Regions from separate parts of the Mus musculus genome. Here region 1 is linked to region 2. Evidence: chromatin contacts called from public Hi-C data. All regions are on one chromosome and are shown on one strand. Each heading gives the region's core, a stretch centred on a gene start, on an enhancer-like site or on the middle of the called end of the contact. The rest is flanking DNA. Distances are from core to core; before and after follow the strand shown.

Region 1 (3,858 bases), core at 639-3,138, 53 kb after region 2:
CTGATTCAACTCAGCTGTTCTTGCTCAAACTCTTCTCTGGGCTAACTAATTCAGTCTGGCTTCCCCTGGCTTCTCCTGAATTGCTCTGCCTGGCCTCATACTAACTTTGGCAATCTGTTCTAATCTTCTGGCTCCTTCTCAGGCTCTGGCTTGTTCTGTGTTTGCCCATTTCTATCTGGTTCTCGCTCTGCAACTGTCTCTGTATAACTGTCCCATTAAAACTGTCCCTCTCTCTGCACTGCTCTCTCAAGTCACCCTCTTTCCTCTCTGCTCTCATGAGAGTAGGGCATATCCATAAAACAAATCTTTCTCTGATTCATCACTTTGTCTGCCGCTCAATTAGAAATCATTTTCAAACATGGCTGCTTCCTTCTACAAACTAATTTTACCTTTGTTGTTTGAGGTTAAAGGTGTATACCAAGGGCGTGTCTGTATTCCAGCCAGAGGGATTAGAAGTATATGCTAAGGTGGAGCCACACCAGGACTAGAAACAGGTTTTCCCAGGAAACAACACAATCTTGGGGGTCACAGTGTGATCAAATATTTTGCAAGACTCTAGGGGTTTATAGCTATTCAAACCACCACAGCTATTAAGAATTATAATTGATATATGCCACAAAGAAAAATTATAAAATGTGATGGACAGAGGTCAAGACATCTATATTTGGTTTTGATAAGTTATGATTCTTGTGAGTGGCAGAAATTCAAATTTAGGTTTAAAAAAGAAAATGCCAGAGGGAATATAATAGTACAATAGTCTGTGTTTTCTAAAACTCAGCCTGGAATAGGAGGTAAATTGTTGACAATTTGGGGGGAAAGCATAAGCCCAACAAAGGTAAGGGAGAAGGAAGTTAGGAAAGCGCACAGGTAGGAGGGACTGTGACATGGGGCACTGTCATGCTGTTCTTGAGCACATCAAGCCTGAGGGAAAACAAGGTCATAAAATAGATGACTTAAGAAGACTTCTCTTGGGAGGTTGTGTGGTGCTGTTCCTCAGGAGGAATGGAGAGTCTGTGATTCTCTGTGTCCTGAGTAGTGAGTGACGCTACCCAGAGGTTCTCAACTTGTAGGCTGTGACCTTGAACGACCCATTCGTGGGTCACTTAAGACCATCAGAAAACACAGATACCATGATTCATAACAGTAGCAAAGTTACAGTTGCTAGTTAAGAAGTAACAATGAAAATAATTTTGTGGTTGGGGTCACCACAACATGAAGATCTGTATTAAAGGGTCACAGCATCAGGGAGGTTGAGATCTACTGCCCTAGAAAGTTTAAAGTGCCCATAAGTGGAGTAAAGAACTTGATATGCAAACTGTGGTAGAGCTAGACTTCCCTTAAAGAGAGCTTCTCAACCATGCATGGATGGCACACACCTCTAATCCCAGCACTCGAGAGGCAGAGGCTTGCAGACAGATCTCTGAGTTCAAGACCAGCCTGGTTTATAGAGTGAGTTCCAGAACAGCAAGGGCCAAAGAGAAAAACCCTACCTTGAAAAGCAAAAAACAGAGATAGAAATAGATGATAGATAGGTAGATAGATAGATAGATAGATAGATAGATAGATAGATAGATAAATAGATAGATAGATGATAGATCATAGATAATAGATAGATGATACATGATAGATGGATGGTAGATAGATTATAGATAGATGACAGACAGACAGACAGGCAGGCAGGCACAGGCAGACAGACAGACAGACAGATGAATGGATGCTAGAGCATTTCAATTCCTGCTGCACTGTGACACACTGACCGGGATGACAATGATGATGGCAGAGGCTGCTGAAATCCATGTCACTTATTTCCCGCTATTGTGGCCTCCCCCGTGTCCTCAGATGTCTGCACTTGGCACTTGTTTGCTCTAAAAATATTGCTTGATATGAGGAAGTTCGAGGCCTGCGGGAGAAGACAGGCACTCCATGGTGCCTTTGCATGGGGACTAGGACTGGCTTCTGATTGCAGTGGCTACTGAGATACCTGTATGCCTGGCTTGCTTTTTATTCTGAAACAGGGAATCAATTCCCTGAGGCTGAAGAAGGCTGGCAGAGAAGTCATCTAAAGGTGTGAGGCCATAACTGCTCATCACAATGTATGAAGACAGGGAAGTTTGCAGAATGCAGTTCTTGGAGACATAGGGAAATTAATTTGCTTTTCTCTCCTGGCTTTTGTTTGTTTTGTTTTTAGATATCCTATTTACTCATGGCCCATTCAACTAATTGACACAAACGTCTCTGCATTCAGTGAGCTTCTGTAGATGACTGGGGCAAGGGCTTCCCATCAATGGTCAAAGGGAGAAACCTGAGCATCATCAACAGTATAAGTTTGTTAACTTAAACCTGCAGTATTGCCGCTGATGTATTGCTAAATTCTCCACTCCCTGATGAGAGAGGAGTTTTAAAGATTTATTGGAACAAATCTGTAAATGATTCTTGTGTGTGGATCCCCACCCAGATGTTTGTTTTGTGTCTTCCTCTATGCTGCTTTCTGACTTTTGCTGTGCATTGAGATCAATATTTATGCTTCATACAGCTCAGCTCACCATGCACTGCTGGAAACATCTCTGTATACTACAATATTTATTTTCTTCTCCAGGGGATCTTTCTGAAATCTAATCATTGGAGCTAAAGTGATGGCTTCGAGGTTAAAAGTGAGTACTGCTCTTGCAGAGGACCTGAGTTTGGTTGCCAGCACCCACATGAGTCAGGGGACTCATAACTACCTCTTACTCCAGTTCCAAGGGATCTGACACCTTTTCTGGACTTCATAGTCACCAAGCATGCACATACTACACAGAATTAAGTAAAGTGAAAACATTAATACACATTTAAAAAAGAAAAGGAAAAAAAAAGGACAGAACAGGGCATGGTGGCCCACACATTCAATCCCAGCACTCAAAACAGGAGGCAGATGAATCTCTTGTGAGTTCAAGGTCAGCCTGCTCTACATGGTGAGCTTCAGGCCAGCCAGGGAAACATAGTGAGACCCTGTCAAAAAACAAACAAACAAAACAAAACAAAAACCTCAAAACCAAACCAAACCAAAAAACAAAACAAAACAAAAAAAACCCCACAGAGTCCCAGCTGGTTGATTTTACTGTCCATGAATGCTAAGATCCTCACTTCATAATAAGAAGCCTCAGAGTGGTAAAAACCTGGCAACTCATTTCACAAACTTGGGTGTCAGCTCTGAGTGACTGCAAGGAACAGCTTTTAGTCAAGGCAAGCAAATTTGCCCAACACTTTTCCGAGGAAACAGCAAGGTGTGAGCTTCCCTGTCATCTAGGTGTGATCTTTCCCTTTGTTTCTTACCTGTGTCTCTTTTCAGCAGCAGCAACAACAAATCCAAGACTTCACATCTCTGCACTTGGCATCCTGTTTGGTTTAAGCCTTATTAAGTGCATGACCTTGCAGGCAAGCGTGGTTGTTTGTAATTGTCTACTCTGTGTGTGTGTGTGTGTGTGTGTGTGTGTGTGTGTGTGTGTGTGTGTGTGTGTGTGTGTGTCGGGGGGATAGTTAGACCAGCTGACACTAGAAAGGGTCCAGCATTTACCTGCATTTGTACCTAAGTTGCCTGGAAGCACGTTTGAAAATGAAGCATCAACTTTAAGTTCCTATAATGTAAAAAGACACCCCTCGGGGCTGGTGAGATGGCTCAGTGGGTAAGAGCACCCGACTGCTCTTCCGAAGGTCCGAAGTTCAAATCCCAGCAACCACATGGTGGCTCACAACCATCTGTAATGAGATCTGACTCCCTCTTCTGGAGTATCTGAGGATAGCTACAGTGTACTTACATGTAATAAATAAATAAATCTTAAAAAAAAAAAAAGACACCCCTCACTTCACTAGGGGTAAGAG
Region 2 (3,804 bases), core at 1,223-3,722:
GGTGTGTGCCACCACTGCTCGGTGATTGCTGAGAATTTAACTCAGGACTTCTGGAAGAGGAGCCAGTGCTCTTAATCGCTGGGCCATCTCTCCAATTCCTGTTTGGATATTTTTTGTCACATCAGTCTTTTGATTGTTTAGTTTGATTTCCATTTTGTGTGTGTGTTTCAGGTTATGTGTGTGCGCGCACACACATGTGTGTGTTTCTTATTTTTTTATTGTTTGAGAGAGACAGAGAGAGAATAAAGAGAGATCATAAAGTTGGGGAGTAGGTGGGTATAAGATCTGGGTATAAGATCTGGGAGAGAGGAAAACATGCTCAAAGTATATTATATGAAATTCTTTTCTCAATTTGAAAAAGAAAAGATGTGGTGTGAAGTACCTTGAATTAGAGTTGTAGGTCTGCCAATTCCTGTGTGCTCCTACATAATTTACTTAATCTCTCCAGGCTGTGTTGTTTCTAACTGAAAGAAGCCAAAAAAAAAAAAAAAAAAAAAGGCACTGACTTGGGGTTATTCTAAAAGCTAACTAAATAATTCAATGCAATTAAGGCATTCTGCGTACTGTCTCATTAGAAGATGGCAGTCATCGTGTTCTCATAAAGCTTCTACTGTTCTCAATGATGAAGAGAAGCACGGACTTTATGGAGCAATGCTGTTTTTATTCTCGTTCACTACTGTGAGTCTGAGGTGGTCACTCCGTCTCTCTGGTCCTTGATTTCTGGCATCTGCAGAGGATCAGCTTTCCGCTGATGTTATTGGTGGTGGTATTGTAGGCTAGTAGACATGGTGATGATAACACCCTTAGATCTGCCTGGTGACTCAGAAGCCCATTACAGGGGGTTCCACAGACTTCCAACTCCACCAGCAACCCTGTGGTTTTTCATGATGCCTTTTGGAGACATCTTTGTTTTTTATCCATGAAGAAGGAACCTTGGTCAAGGTAAACTCTTAAAATCCTTCCAAGTTTATTATTCAGGTTTCCTGCCGGAAGTCTGAATCCCTTTGTTACTTCACATGTCTGTCTAGGTGCAGATGTTATTTGACCAGCTTGTATCTTTGAGTTCACTTTTAATTGATCAGATGTGAATTGTCAAGTCCTGTAGTCAAAGAACTCCTGGCAGTCACTGCTGATAGATGAGGAGAGTGTCATGGTAGAGGACTCCTGGGCTGCCAAAGGGTGGCACTGACAATTCATTTCTAAATAACATGTGAACTATCAGTCATTTGCAAAACACTTTGATTGGTGATGGCAGCCCTGAACCACCTAGCAATGAGAAGCTTGAGTGGGTTACACATTCCTCCTCGTCCTCATTCTCGTCCTCCTTGTCCTCCTCCCCCTCCTCTCCTCCCCTCCTCCTCCTCCTCCTTCCCCTCCTGTCCTCCTCCTCCTCCTCCTCCTCCTCCTCCTCCTCCTCCTCCTCCTCCTCCTCCTCCTCCTCCTCCTCCTCCTCCTCCTCCTCCTCCTCCTCCTCCTCCTCCTTCTTCTTCTTCTTCTTCTTCTTCTTCTTCTTCTTCTTCTTCTCTTTTGGGTTTTTTTTTTGTTTGTTTCTTTGTATAGCCCTGACTGTCCTGGAACTCACTCTGTAGACCAGGCTGGCCTTGAACTCAGAAATCCGCCTGCCTCTCCCTCCCAAGTGCTGGGATTAAAGATGCGTGCCACCACTGCCTGGCTTTACATTTCTCTTCTTATAAAATGGAGGGAACATTATCTCCCTTTGGGGTTCTGAGCATTCAGTGTGATCATGCAGATGAGACTATGCAATTTAGAGTGGCAAATAATCAACTCAGTAAAAAAGCAAGTTCTAGTAACTCTCTTCTAATGGAGGACTGTGTCAGACTCACTTCTATCTTAGTATGCCATATGTCATGCACATTACACAATAGGGTTTTAATAATGACTCTGAGTATGTTTTTAATTGAAAATAATTTTTCATAACTATATTCTAATTATACTTTCCCTTCCCTTGTCTCCTCCCTGATCCCACTTGTGCCACATGATCCTTCTCTCTCTCTCTCTCTCTTTCTCTGACTCTCTCTCTCTCTCTCTCTCCCTCTCCTTCTCCCTCCCCCACTCCAACAGTGTGTTTAAAGCAAAGTCAATTTAGCACAGTCTCATTGGCACGGGAATATTCCTTGGCCTTTGGATGTCTAGTCAGCTGTAGTTTGTTTGCAGAATTATAAAAAAATGAGAGTCTGGCAAGGAATGCCATTCTCCCCACAACCCCAGTCTATTCAGGGGAGCCCAAGCATCTAAATACAGCAGCCACAGGTGATTACAGCCAACCCAAGACAAAAGGGCAGCCTTTATAAACAGATGCCTTTGCAATACAAAATCTGTTCAATGCTTTGCTGCTTATTTTTAGAACTTAGTGTTTTAAAAAAGGCAGCAGTAGGAGAAGCCTCTCTCGCTGAACTCCACTCTGTGATAATGCCAGTTCTCAGTCTGAGAACTCAAGAAGATTGAGAGGTGTGGATGACACATACGTACACTTGCATGCAAAGTGAAAATGCTTGCTATGTCTAGCTCTGAGTCAGCATGGACGCTTCTGCTCAAGTAGCTGGAGACTGTACCCTGTAAGCCTAGCACTCAGCAGCCCAGACCCACAGCCTGCACAGGGCTCAGATCCTGGGAACCTTAGGAACCAGAGACTATAGATGAGCTCTGATCTTCTGACACACGATGTCAGGGTCCCTACTGATGGAGACACTGTTTGAAGTGCAGCAGTATAAGAAGTCTTGGGGAAGCATGGTTTAAACGAAGAGTTCAGAATAGGAAGTAATAATGACTACATGCTGTCTTTATTGATTGATGGCAAATAAGAGAAATGACAGAACACAGTAGTCTGAGACAAAATATGGATAAAGAGAACTGGTTATTGGGAAAAGAGGTTTTTGTTTAAGATAGGTTTAGTTGAGGTACAATTGGCCTAGCAGAAGTGAAGTATTCTGAAGAGACAGTGTGTGTCTCTCAATCTCACTATGAGACTATAGAAACAACAAATCCCAAACAAGTGGGAATTTCCCCAGGAATCTCACTCTGGGAGAAGCTACGTGGAGCAGCTAGAGAGGAACATGCCTTCTGGAAAGAGATTCCACACTGTTCTAACACCTGTTAGACCACCTTACAGGGTGAGCCTGAAACCCAGGCAAGGCTGGGTCAGTGGTGTGTGGGACCACACCTTGACCAGGACTGCTTAGCCCTGCTATATTTGTTCCCTATTTATACTTTAAGCTCACCTCAGGACCATGAAGACTGATTTAGAGGATTCACAAGATCTCCTTTTCTTGCTTCCCACTGTAGCCAGGTTGACTAAATCTCCTTTTAAAATAGTTGGATCTATTTATTGGACTATGGAGGACAGGTGTGGAATGTGGACTGTGGACTGTGACTCCCAAGTTTGATGGCAAAAGTTGGTATGGATTGACTGTGCAGAAAATTCTAGTGGTGAAAACATCTTCTAAAAGTTTATTTTATTTTATTTTATTTTTATTTTTATTTTTTTTAGTGTCTGCTACATAAATACGGCGAAAAGCTTGAGAATTGACTGGGATGAAGATAGTTGTAGATTGGATTATAAAGATATTATTCAATCTTTTCTGAGCCTTGGAAGGGTTAATAATTCATGGAAAAGATACTGAAGTAATGTTTATAAAGGAAAATTTGTTTCTTTACATTCAATCCCGTTCAAGAAAATAAGATTGACATGTGCGATGGTTTGTATAAGCTTGTTGTAGGTAGTGGCACTATTAGGAGGTGTGGCCTTGTTGGAGTAGGCGTGTCACTGTGGGTGTGGGCTTTAAG

What was found. Hi-C and Micro-C count contacts between places; a contact is called where the count stands out from the background.
Region 1: a contact with region 2 is called in a Hi-C map of bone marrow-derived macrophages, with 73 read pairs. The contact joins two enhancer-like sites. A contact is called at or near these places in 4 of 39 promoter capture datasets (HPC-7-derived erythroid cells, embryonic stem cells, hippocampal neurons and 1 more), 3 of 15 datasets of contacts at CTCF or cohesin (CD8 T cells, large pre-B cells and pro-B cells), 17 of 484 Hi-C or Micro-C datasets (B cells, the HL-1 cell line, LSK cells and 11 more), 4 of 115 datasets of contacts at active chromatin or transcription factors (cardiomyocytes, embryonic stem cells and microglia) and 1 of 9 other capture datasets (bone marrow-derived macrophages).

The regions. Positions count from the first base shown.
Region 1 is chr3:87,298,208-87,302,065 of GRCm38.p6, forward strand. It overlaps Gm31879 (a long non-coding RNA gene), which reads left to right. Exons shown (of 3, transcript XR_375779.2): 3 at 2,597-2,700. Among named protein-coding and RNA genes, the nearest start is that of Gm31879, 9.8 kb to the left of the region's middle. Within about 2 kb of position 1,889, at least 4 of the 459 cell types and tissues checked have an H3K27ac peak or open chromatin away from gene starts, as enhancers often do. A contact at or near this core is called in bone marrow-derived macrophages and microglia, where this site is marked.
Region 2 is chr3:87,245,034-87,248,837 of GRCm38.p6, forward strand. No RefSeq gene overlaps it. Among named protein-coding and RNA genes, the nearest start is that of Fcrls, 17 kb to the right of the region's middle. Within about 2 kb of position 2,473, at least 13 of the 459 cell types and tissues checked have an H3K27ac peak or open chromatin away from gene starts, as enhancers often do. A contact at or near this core is called in bone marrow-derived macrophages and microglia, where this site is marked.